Linked DNA regions of Hordeum vulgare: region 1 is linked to region 2. A link is a contact called in public Hi-C data. All regions are on one chromosome and are shown on one strand. Each heading gives the region's core, a stretch centred on a gene start, on an enhancer-like site or on the middle of the called end of the contact. The rest is flanking DNA. Distances are from core to core; before and after follow the strand shown. Region 1 holds the start of LOC123445034 (GDP-L-galactose phosphorylase 1-like). Region 2 holds the start of LOC123445030.

What was found. Hi-C and Micro-C count contacts between places; a contact is called where the count stands out from the background.
Region 1: a contact with region 2 is called in a Hi-C map of seedling, with 4 times the contacts expected there. The contact joins the promoter of LOC123445034 here to the promoter of LOC123445030 in region 2. A contact is called at or near these places in 4 of 6 Hi-C or Micro-C datasets (leaf and seedling) and 1 of 1 datasets of contacts at active chromatin or transcription factors (embryo).

The regions. Positions count from the first base shown.
Region 1 is chr3H:558,186,204-558,191,989 of MorexV3_pseudomolecules_assembly, forward strand. It overlaps LOC123445034 (GDP-L-galactose phosphorylase 1-like), which reads right to left and starts at 1,860. Exons shown (of 7, transcript XM_045121949.1): 1 at 1,542-1,860; 2 at 919-1,019; 3 at 769-828; 4 at 443-685; 5 at 174-359; 6 at 1-103. The coding sequence starts at 1,647. LOC123445033 (DNA repair protein recA homolog 3, mitochondrial) reads left to right here and starts at 2,221. Exons shown (of 8, transcript XM_045121947.1): 1 at 2,221-2,404; 2 at 3,148-3,205; 3 at 3,515-3,732; 4 at 3,953-4,046; 5 at 4,779-4,951; 6 at 5,151-5,297; 7 at 5,727-5,786. The coding sequence starts at 2,336.
Region 2 is chr3H:558,039,244-558,044,770 of MorexV3_pseudomolecules_assembly, forward strand. LOC123445030 reads left to right here and starts at 2,486. Exons shown (of 5, transcript XM_045121945.1): 1 at 2,486-2,725; 2 at 3,411-3,567; 3 at 3,751-3,801; 4 at 3,900-3,992; 5 at 4,150-4,483. The coding sequence starts at 2,571. The coding sequence ends at 4,227. LOC123442022 (protein PLASTID TRANSCRIPTIONALLY ACTIVE 10) reads left to right here. Exons shown (of 13, transcript XM_045118150.1): 11 at 1-44; 12 at 129-280; 13 at 359-1,049. The coding sequence ends at 749. It overlaps LOC123445029 (2,4-dichlorophenol 6-monooxygenase), which reads right to left. Exons shown (of 11, transcript XM_045121944.1): 10 at 5,439-5,527; 11 at 4,829-5,350. The coding sequence ends at 4,940.

The DNA.
Region 1 (5,786 bases), core at 610-3,109, 150 kb after region 2:
CTGGGTACTGCACCAGCTGAGAAATGCTGACACCGTTCCCTACGACTGTTAGTTCCTCTGTTGGTGCCTTTTCGACTGGATATTGCACTTTCAGATAGTATGCCTGACAAGCAATATCTGTGAGAGGGCGAGCATAAAGCAGAGATAATCAATGAAGTTTGAGTATGACTAACTTGGAAGTGGAGGTGATTGATTGTTGCAAAGGCACCCAGACTGTTATAGCCAACTCTGAAGAAGGGATTTCTTGCCTCCTTTGCGACATACATGGCCAGTAAGAAGCTCTCTTGATCAACCCTTTGCGGTAAGCATTCCTGGACTCGAGGGACCAAAAGCACATGACAGTACCCAATTGGGCTCACCTGTGAGACATAATACAGAAACGGTAAATCAGTTTTCAAGCTGTCTGAGGTAGAAGTAATATCAGAGATGGAGACACACTGACGTTGATTAAAATGCTGCTAGGAGAAGCTGAAACAGTGGGAGGAGCTCCGTCAAAATACTGGGCAGAATCATTCTCAGTTTCTTGGAACCTGAAGATCACCTCCTGTGGTTTAACTTTAGTGAAATTGAACTTCTCACTATGAAATGGCTGGAGGACTTGGTTCATTCCAAATTCAGTTGGCCGCTTCTTCTGGTCACGCCCTTCTATCAATGTTGCAACAAAATTGTGTTCTCCAGGTAGCACCTGTCAACGTGACAGTAGGAAATTCAGCTAGGGGAAAAACCCAGAGAATTCTCAGTATAGTTAATCAGAGAAGAATGTGAAACCTTGGTCTCGCAGGTAGTGATGTCGTGGTGAAACAATCCCCTCGCCTTGCGGTCATCCCACTGCAACAAACCATTCATCATTTCACAATACATTCAGTTTCCTTTCTGTTACAGTTATCAACAACATACAGAAGTGCAAACAGTACTAACCTCTTTAAAAAGCTTGTGGAGAAATGGGGACAAATTTGTTTCGAGCTCCTCCATACGAAAGCAGTTGGTTGAATCAAAACCGTTGCTGCACATGCCTGCTTCTGTTCCAACTGACAGCAGCGTCAGACCACACAAAAAACATCAGGCACCTATTCGTAGGAGATGATGCTAATAAATCCCAGTGCTAAGTGTTTCCACTTCCATCACGTCCAGTAGAACCAATTATAATTCAAGTAAATTGAACAACTTGATCTGAAACGATATTGCACTACTAGTTAGCAGTGGAGCAAGAACGTATGCAGTCCTAGTGCATAATTTCCAACATCAAGTGGTACAGGTCTAGTCCAAGACCACAGTCCAGATCAGCCCATTCGCATCTGCAGTGCACATTTGAGTTCAGCTGAAACGGGAGCTTCAGAGGCAACCCAGATATCAAATCGAATACGCAGAACATTCCCAAGTTTCAGCCTCAAGTGTATCCATTCCAGAGCATGGCGAATGGGGCGATCCACCGTCAGCGACAAGTCGCCAAGGCAACACCAACAGTATACATATAGTTGTCTCGTCTGAAGCACAAAAGGAGACATGAAGAACTTCAGACAGAGAAAGCGAGCTCGGAATACCTCGCAGACGCCGGTGGTGCGGGAAGCCGTTCCGGCGAATTCGCGACGCCGCGGGAGCAGCCGGCGTTGGCGCGAGCGAGAAAGGAAGGGGGGAGATGACGGGCATGTACAGAGACCTCCTGCTGTTGCTGGGAACGGACGCGGGCGCCGCAGCAATGGCGGCCCAAGAACTGGATCTCACTCAAAGCGAGCGAGCCTCTCCGAAGCTGATGGTTTGCGGCACAGCCCGTGGGAAACGACGGGAAATTCACGCGAATCCCACGTGGAGGAGGAGGGGAGCCGGATCTCGCTCGAGGGAGACGAATGTACTGGCCGGGTCGGGTCGGGCCGGGCCGGGCCGTATGGGTCAGTTTAGTTAGATCATTTCCCGCCTCTTGTTGGGCCTCCAATCCAGAGAACGCGGCCGTGCTGTTTGACTGTGCGTGGGCCTGCGGTTACACGGGAAGGGAAAGGAAATGGAGGTCGTACTACACTTCCGTGTGGACGTGGTCCACACAGGTCTCGGGCAGTTCGTCGACGCAGACAAGTGGGTCCCACCCACGCGTGGTCGTCGCGGGTCCCCATGGTGGTGTGCGGGCCAGTGCCCAGTAGTGGGGGTGGGGCGCTCGCTCGCGCTTCCCGTCGCCCGAGAACGGGGAGCAAAACAAAAGGAGGAGGAGGCGGCCGAAAACAACACTGAGCAGAGAAGAAAAAACCGAGCGCGTAAAACCCTAAACCCTAGCCCCCCTCCCTCCCCAAATCCTCCCCTCGCGGCTGCAGGGGACGGAGAACCACCGAGCGCGCCGACGGCAGCCATGGCGACCCTCCTGAGGCGCGCGTCGCTGCGGCGGGCCATCGCCTCCGCCGCCGCCTCCTGCCCCGAGGTCAAAACTCTCCCTGCCCCTGCCCTCTCCGCTGTGCGCTGTTTTCATTTTCGGGTGGGTTGGGGGTTGGGGGCGCGTAGCCACAGCGGACGAGCTCGATGCTTCCGCTGCAGTGATCGGAAGCCAGAGCCCTACTCTGGTCTCGGGGTTTGATCGGTTGCGTTCCTTTTTGGTGGGGGCCGATTTCTCCTGTTTTAATCTCGATTCCGCACCGTGCGAGCCTGTAAGCCCGCGTCAGTTTAGCGTATTTCACCAGATGGCGCAGTTTTAATCACCATCTTTTACCGATTTGTTTTAAGGTATGGTATTATCCCCTGTTTTGCGCTTACCGTTTGAAAAGGCAATTTGCCATAATATGTTCTCTGCTTTATTTAGGTTTACCAGTGATGCAATGCTGAAAATACATTTAACTGCTTTCGGAAGGCTAGATTAGTCCCACGCATTTTTCATCCTTGCAAGTCGTAGCAGTCTAGTTGGCCTGAAGAGTTTGTTTGCAGCGCCTTTATGGTATGCTGTTATCCACCAGGGATTAAATAAATTCAATGAAAGAAATGTATCACACATGATAAGGTTAAAAAGGAATTACTCAAGGAAACGTGATAGTGCACTAGAGTTCACCAAGTGTCTCTCCCTAATGGGCTATAAAAGGATGCTGATTTATGTGGGACACTTTCATGAGAATCAATGGTCTATGAACACTGGGACACTGATATGTTGTTGCTAATGCTTTACCATTTCTACAGAGCTATAGGCAGGTGATCTGTGGTTCTTCCTTTCATTGCCGAGATTTCGCATCTAAAGGTTGTACACATCGTTTCTTCTTATGTTCTTGCACATATTCTATCATATATTCTGAGCATTGCAATGTGTGGATCCATTTATAACCGCTTAATTTTGTTGTCCGAACTGATATTTGGACCTACGTATAATTTTAGGAAATTCAGTTGCATGATTACTTGTTTCTCTTCCATTATGCTTCATTGCTACCACCTAATGAATCATTTCCTAGTACTTCTTACTGTTGCCTGCACTGCATGATTTGCTCCAACTATGTTCCATTCGTACTACATACTGAATCATTTACTGATTCGCCTCTTGTTGTATGCTTAGCCAAAAAGAAGTCAAAGTCAAGTGGAACCGACTCCGGTGAGGAGAACATGTCAAAGAAAGACTTGGCTTTACATCAGGCCATTGATCAAATAACAACTTCGTTTGGAAAAGGAGCAATAATGTGGCTTGGCCGCTCTGAAGGTCATAGAGAAGTACCTGTTGTGTCTACCGGATCTTTCTCTTTGGATCTGGCACTGGGAATTGGTGGGCTTCCAAAGGTACACATTCCCATAAAGTTACAGATGTTCTTCAGAGCGGAAGGTCTTTGATGCTGATTAAGTTGCAATTTGTAATCTGCTTGGTACCACAAAATTGTTCATTTACATTTGACTTTAGTCAGTAGTCCTGTTTATAGTGTTATCTTTTAGCAACCGTTTATGGTTTTCTTGTAATGATGTATTTTGTTTCGTAAAATTGGCATGACATTATTCTTTGCAGGGACGTGTTATAGAGGTGTACGGTCCAGAGGCTTCAGGAAAGACAACTCTTGCTCTTCACGTTATTGCAGAAGCACAAAAGCTTAGCGGTGGTGGTAAGCCCAAAACTTTGGAATCTGACTTCCTTTTCATGTTCTGTTTTCCTTTGCTTGTGATTGGCTAATTACTAGTACTAGAGAAAAGTGGGACCCTTCTGTGTTCCCCTTCAGTCTATGGAAGTAAGTGTGGATTTTGTAGCATGTCCGAATAGGACTGACCAGATGGTGATTCAGCAATATTATTTACTCATCTGCTGTTGATGTAGCATGCATCAATAAAGGTTCTGCTAACCTGCAACTGATTATAACGTGAACCTTAAAATGTATTGTTAATTCTGTTTTGTACATTTCTTGCTTCTCAAACCTGCCTATTAAACCAAAAACTATTTGAACAATTGGCTAAAAGTTGTCACAATAGGTTTCTTTTGATGTCAATTCCCAAATTATTTGTGCTGTACATTTGTAATCCAGTGTATTTTATTTGGCACTCTCTGTTTGCATCTGATATGATGCATGCTCTTGTATGCTTAGAGCATGGAGTGTGGCGAAAAACTAATTTTATGCATAAGAGTATGTAATATGAAGATAAGTCAACGATGAGTCCATGAATCGGAGCTCTTCCATAACCCTGATTTACTTTGTTTCAGTATGAGCTATATTTTTTTACTTGGTACAATCAAACTTGTTGAAGGAATTGAAACATAGTTTAAGTACAATCAAACGATGAGTCCTGTGGTTTTAGAAATTCAACTTAACTATTTTTATTTTTGTTGTTTGCCTTGTCGCTAGGTTATTGTGCATTTGTAGATGCAGAGCATGCTTTGGATCCAACTCTGGCAGAGTCAATTGGTGTCGACACCAGTAACTTACTTCTCTCTCAGCCAGACTCTGCTGAGCAGGCACTCAGTCTTGTAGACACGCTGATTCGAAGTGGCTCTGTTGATGTTGTTGTTGTTGACAGTGTAAGATCTTGAGCGCTGTCCCTCCCATCTGATTTTCTATTTCATAGCAGAATTAGTTTCTACTTAATCATGGCTGCAATACTGCTCAAATTAGAGCATTGGCAAGTTAATACTTTAAACATGCCACTCAATCTTAATAACCAAAATTCTTCCTTCATTTCAGAGTTATTTACCCTACTCATCTTATTCTATTGTGCAGGTAGCAGCTCTTGTCCCCAAGACAGAGCTTGATGGAGAGATGGGTGATGCACATGTCGCTCTCCAAGCCAGACTGATGAGTCAAGCTCTTCGCAAGCTGAGCCATTCTCTTTCACTGTCCCAGACAGTTTTGTTATTTATTAATCAGGTATTAATCATATGGCCATTTCTTTGAGTTTTTTACTTCTAAGTTGGCATAGGATTCCTTCTGTGGCTCAACGGTGAGTGGATGACTAAGTCAATAAGTCTTGATAGCCATTTTCACTTTACTTGAGGGTATAATTACCTTGAAACTTCCAGAACAACATTCCGCTAAAGCTAGGAAATGTTTTTCTTTGAAGATTAAGAAACATTAAAGTACATATACTTCATTCCATTCTTTATAGCAACACAACTGGTTCTTCTTGATCCTCTGTTTGTTGAGCATGGTTAATTGGAGATGGTCATCATTATTATTCACATTCATCTTGCATTTCTCCTCAAAATTCCCATGTTTGGCATTGCAATGACCTCTCCAGTCTTTTCGTCTTCACATATTTTTATTTTTTAATAATATTTATCCTTGAATATGTTGCAGATCAGGTCTAAGGTACAGACGTTTGGGGGAGGATTTGGAGGGCCACAAGAGGTCACTTCC
Region 2 (5,527 bases), core at 1,236-3,735:
ACATCAAAGAACTCGATATGAAGGCTGCTCGCATTGAGCGTGAGGTACCGCTTCTTCCATCATTAGCTGGATTTTGTTTAGTCACTCTCTGCCATTCCTTTGCTGATGCTGAAGTTTAACTGATGCAGGAGATTAAAAGGCTTAAAGCGGAGGCACAAGAAAGAGGAGAGGAGTACAAAATTGAAAAGATGCGACGGAACATAGAAATGGACGAGTACGATCTGCTGCAGTGGCGTCGATCTTACGAAGAAAGGGAGGCTCTGCTCAGAGACATATGCTGGTAAACTGCAACTGAGCAACAAGTTTCATCACATCCAACACACACGCTCTCATTATTAACACCTATATAAACCGGCAGCCGGAAAGCCCTGGGCCTCCCCATCGAGGAGCCCGGGCGGTATGACGTGGACGAGACGGTGGTGTACGGGAAGGACTACTACGACCCGTCGAAGCCGATGTACCGGTACGACTACTGGGGCGAGCCGCGCAACACGGAGAAGGTGAAGCTGGAGCGGGACGTGGAGCGGCACAACCAGCAGATCATCGGGGACGCCAAGAAGTGGTGCGAGACGTCGTACGAGGACTACGTCCGGAAGAAGACGCTGAGGGAGGCCGCCGAGGCCCGGGAGCGGCGGAGGAGGGCGTCGGAGCCTCAGGAGGAGGAGGAGTACGACGACGACATGGACCTCGACTTTGAGAAGATGACCGACCCCCGCGCCCCGCACAACCGGTTCTATATCACGAAATGAAAGATGGCACACGTAGCCTAGAGGTTTTAGATGTAGTAGATGCTGTTCTGTTGTGTGCAGGAGATGTGAATATTTGGTAGCCTTGTGGTTGTGGTAAAGCGTGATCTTGACGGTTTCTGTGTGCCTGCCTTATGATGGTTTTCTGGTGAAATGCAAATGGGAATCTAGGAGAAGACAGTTCCAGGTCAAAGCAGGCCAAGTTGAATGGATCCGACTTTGACCCTGGTTTATAAGAAATGGTTGGTTGGTTTGGTTCTGTAGATTACTATACTCATGAGTAAAGAAACAGCGATTTTTTTTTGTCCTTTGTGTGTGTGTGTGGGGTGCGGTTGGTGTTTTATTTTTTTGAGGATCGGGTGCGGTTGGTGTTTTATTTTTTTGAGGATCGGGTGCGGTTGGTGTTGTCTTTGTTGACCAGGCAACATTCTGAACCCCTTCTCTGATCAACACGATTTGGTCCATTGTTTTCTTTTACGGCCGCACTGAGCCTCTTGTTCGTACGTTTACAGGTCGTTATTGTTATTTACTCGTTTATATACATGTTAGTACGAGTATATAAGAGAGTTAAAAATGTAAAATGAGCGGTTTCTGCGTGCAGTTTGGTGCAAGTTCTGGGCGTTCCGTGACTGCATACAAATGCCTGTGCGTGCAAGAATGGGCGCTCGTACCGCGTCCCTGATCCAAGCCATTTTACCAGAAGCATTATTTCTCCAGCATGCGAGGCGGGCTTTCACTTTTTCACCTAGCCCGTGACCCAACAAACCTCACCACCAAATAATTATATAGTTGTCCTAAAAAAATCATCGTACTACTCCCTCCGTTCCTAAATATAAGTCTTTTAAGCGATATATTTAGGAACGGAGGGAGTAGTTGTTTTACGTGTGGAGAAGGTATATGCCGTACGTATTTCAACATCGGGGGGTGCACAATCCGAATGAAGATACACAGGGGCACGCATTTTGGGCCGGCTATCATTCTCCATTCACAGCAGCCGCTCGGGTAGTTTGCATGAGGGCCGGGCGACGCTGCCGATCTCATGATTGGGGCGGGCCAGGCCATCATCACCTTGGCACCGTCGCCGTCGGCCGAGGTCACCGTTCCGTTGAGTCATTTTGCAAGCCACGCAAAAGCGTGCGTGCGTGCCTGCCTTTTTCCAAACAAAAGGCCGGAGGCTAATTAATCCCGGGTCCGCCGCCACCGGACAAAACCTCGACCCGATTCTTAATTAGCTGCAACCATCGCCCCGCCCCCGGCATATTCGCCTCCGCTCCACCCCTGATCCCACAATCCGCATCGACATCGGCATCGGCTGCAGCATCAGCCTCCCTACTATACTCCCTGACGATCCCCCAATCATCCTCATCAGCATCAGCACGCCAGTTCAAAAAAAATACTAATCTTTTTTTGAATGTTGAGTTCGAAAAAATACTAACCTTTTTTTGAATGACGAGTTCAAAAAAAAGTAGTACTACTCAAAACCAGCAACGAGAGTACAAGACGGAGATAAAAAAAATTGGGTGGGGGGAGAGCGAGAAACTTGAGCAGTTTCTTTTTTTCTTCGTGGAGAGAGAGAGAGGGAAACCCCCGCAAAAATAAAGAGAGAGGGCGCGCCGAAAAGGCAAGGCATATAGTAGGGCGAATGGGGCCCCCATTGGCGCAGAGGATTTTTGGAATAGTAGTACTAAGAGGGAAGGAGAGCTATAAATTTAGTGCTTACGAGTATATAGGGAAATCGCTATAAGTAAACTCTCTATACCGGGAATAGGCTAGCCGGCCGTCCGTCGCCACCGGGAGGAGGAGGAGGAAGAAAGGAAACAAGCCATGGGGGACGGTGGTGGTGGTGGCGCCGCCGCCTCCTCGTCGCCGCCGGACGCCTCCTCGGGGTTCTCCTACCTCGCCGTCTTCCACAACTACCCCCTCGTCGCCGCGCTGCTCGGCTTCGCCATCGCCCAGTCCATCAAGTTCTTCCTCACCAGGTAATAAATCCATCAACCAACCGTTCGCTCCTCCTCCTCCTACTCCTCCTTTGGCCTCCTCCCCCCAGCAGGCGGCAGCAGCAGCGCCGCCTTCCTCTCGCCCCGTCGTGTTCGGCCGTGGAATTCCGGGCCCGGCGGGCCGGTCAAACCTGGTCTTCACTCGCTTCTTTCGCTTAGCACGGGGAATTCTCCTCCTGGTTGAGATCTGGCGTCGACAGCTGACCCCCTCCGATTTCCTCCGGAATTATTATTATTTGCTTCCATCTGGAGTATATACGTAGAATGTAAAATGAGCTGGGAGCATAAGCAAATTCGCCGTCATCTCTCTCTGCTTCAAATCAAGCACAAGATTTGGTGCTCCGGGGTGGAATTTGGATTTCTTGAGCCTCAATGCATCGCTGGGCTCCAATTCATCACACATCTAAACGGAGCAGCCTCAACCGCATGCTTCGTTTCTTTCACAAGCCCTTGATCATCCAAAAAAAAGAGATATTCATACGAGGCAAAAACAAACGAGAAAATTCTATGGATTTGGGCGTTAGCATGGTCTGTCATAGCGATGGATTTTTGGATTAAATTCCCCTTTACGCCGTGTTGCATCACGCTTGTTAATGCTGCACAGAGCTTTCTTAGACCAGTGCTGCTGCAATAGGTTTTGATGTGCGCTGGTTCTTATTAATGGAAGGTATAAGGAGAAGAGATGGGATCCCAAGCAGCTTATTGGCTCCGGTGGCATGCCGTCATCGCATTCCGCAACCGTTACAGCATTGTCAGTAGCGATTGGCTTCCAAGATGGCTTTGGCAGTTCCCTCTTTGCCACAGCGACGATATTCGCAAGTGTGGTAGGTTATCCATCTCATCCCCTCCCCTCCCCTCCCCTCCCCTGTTTTTCGTTCATAAAAGAAGAAAAAGATGTTGCTTCTTGGATTACCATGAGTTGGACATTAAAATGTTGAGTGCAAGCCTGTCTCTTTAATTCATGACGATCAAGTCTTTGAGTTTCGATTCTGTCACTTGATTGGCAGGTGATGTACGATGCTTCTGGTGTCAGATTGCATGCTGGAAAGCAAGCGGCGGTATGCAACAGCTGTTCTGTTTTTCATGATTGTGCTGTGATGTTGTTATTTTTGTGACTATATATGCTGAACCTGTTCTCGTTTTCTCCATTCTTTAGGTGCTAAACCAAATAGTTTGTGAACTACCCGCTGAACATCCCTTGGCTGAAACAAGACCATTGCGTGAACTTTTAGGACATACTCCCACCCAGGTCTGCTCAAATGTCATTTTCACTCTCCATTTCAGTAATAGTTTGGCAGTTCAAAAGTGATGCCATATTTGTCGCCGGTTGCCAACTGAGCTTATTGTCCATTTGCCCTTCCATGATCTTAAAAGGAAACTTACTGTCCACTGGAATTTGCTCCCAGGTTGTCGCTGGTGCGTTGCTTGGGTGTATGATAGCTACTGCAGGACAAATTATCATTGCAGTGACAAGTGTTGTATGATGCTGCTGTGTTTGAAGGCGCAGGAGAATTGCTTAGTGTTTGCAGAGACTTGAGAAGAAGCAGCTTCTCTGGTGTTTCCGTGACTTAGGTGTCTGTTCGATGTGTAATGCCGTGCCGTAGTGCTGTTGAAGGTTGAATCAAGTTTTGATAGCACATAATTGTATTATGCTCAGGTGATGTTCTCAGGCTTGATGTACAGGATATTTATTCGATGATTGTCCTGGTGAAAGCTAGAAAGTGGCTGCGTCACTAGCTATCAATGTCTCACTACATTTTTTATTTACAATCTGTTTAGATTAGGGCAATTCGGGTTTAAATTCACAGGGTTTAGTGTAACAAAAAAAGAAAACTCCAAGAATCAGGGCAGATTTGGGTTTGAATTCAAGTTCTTGGGATTAGTTTGGATTCCAATTATTGGGTTTGGTGTAACAAAAGAAATCTCGACAAAAACACTTGGTCCAAACACTCCTTGTTGATTTGTTCTGGACAGCCAACATATCTAAAGTATGATGCAACAAAGATGATTTTATTCACATTGATGTAACATCTCTGGGAAGTTCATTTCAAATGTATGATAATGCTATCAACATGTGTGAGAAGATACCGACAAACAGACCTGAAGATCATGTACATGCAAATAATGTGCTATGTTTAATGTCACATCTAGTGGCTGAGGAACCCAGTCAGCTACAGAATGGATATCTGGGCATTCTTACACCTGGGGCCTACTCAAAATTTGAGAAAAGACTCTCCTAACTTCTGAACAAGCATCTCTCACCATGTCAGTTTCTGTTCTCCATGCTATGTGCTCATCCGGCCTAACCAAAATAACACTTCTATTACTTACCTGACAAATCTCCCACCATGATGAGTTCACAGTTGCCCTTGGTATTTCCTCGACATCGACATAGTTTGTCCAGGGTGCCAACTCGGATATGCTCCCTTTCACTTCTTCACCCCCTGAACCTTGTGGCCACATCACACAAACTTTGGCTGATAACTCGAATTCATCTGTTATCCTCAGCATATCCTGGGCAAGCTTATATGACTCTTTCAACGGTGCGATGATGATAACAAACTCAGGTTTGTCCCCACTTAGTAGGTCCAGTGTTGAGAACACGCCCTGCAAGGAGTCATCACGCCCACGATTTACACAAAGGTACATGAAGGTCTAACAAGGAATGTATCAATTAGGTGTCAAAGGGTCGAACCTCACTCGAAGTATGCAGTGGTCTCACCAGCATGTGTGGTAGCCGTGAACCAACCTTAGCAGATGGGATGTACTCTCCTGATGACCTCT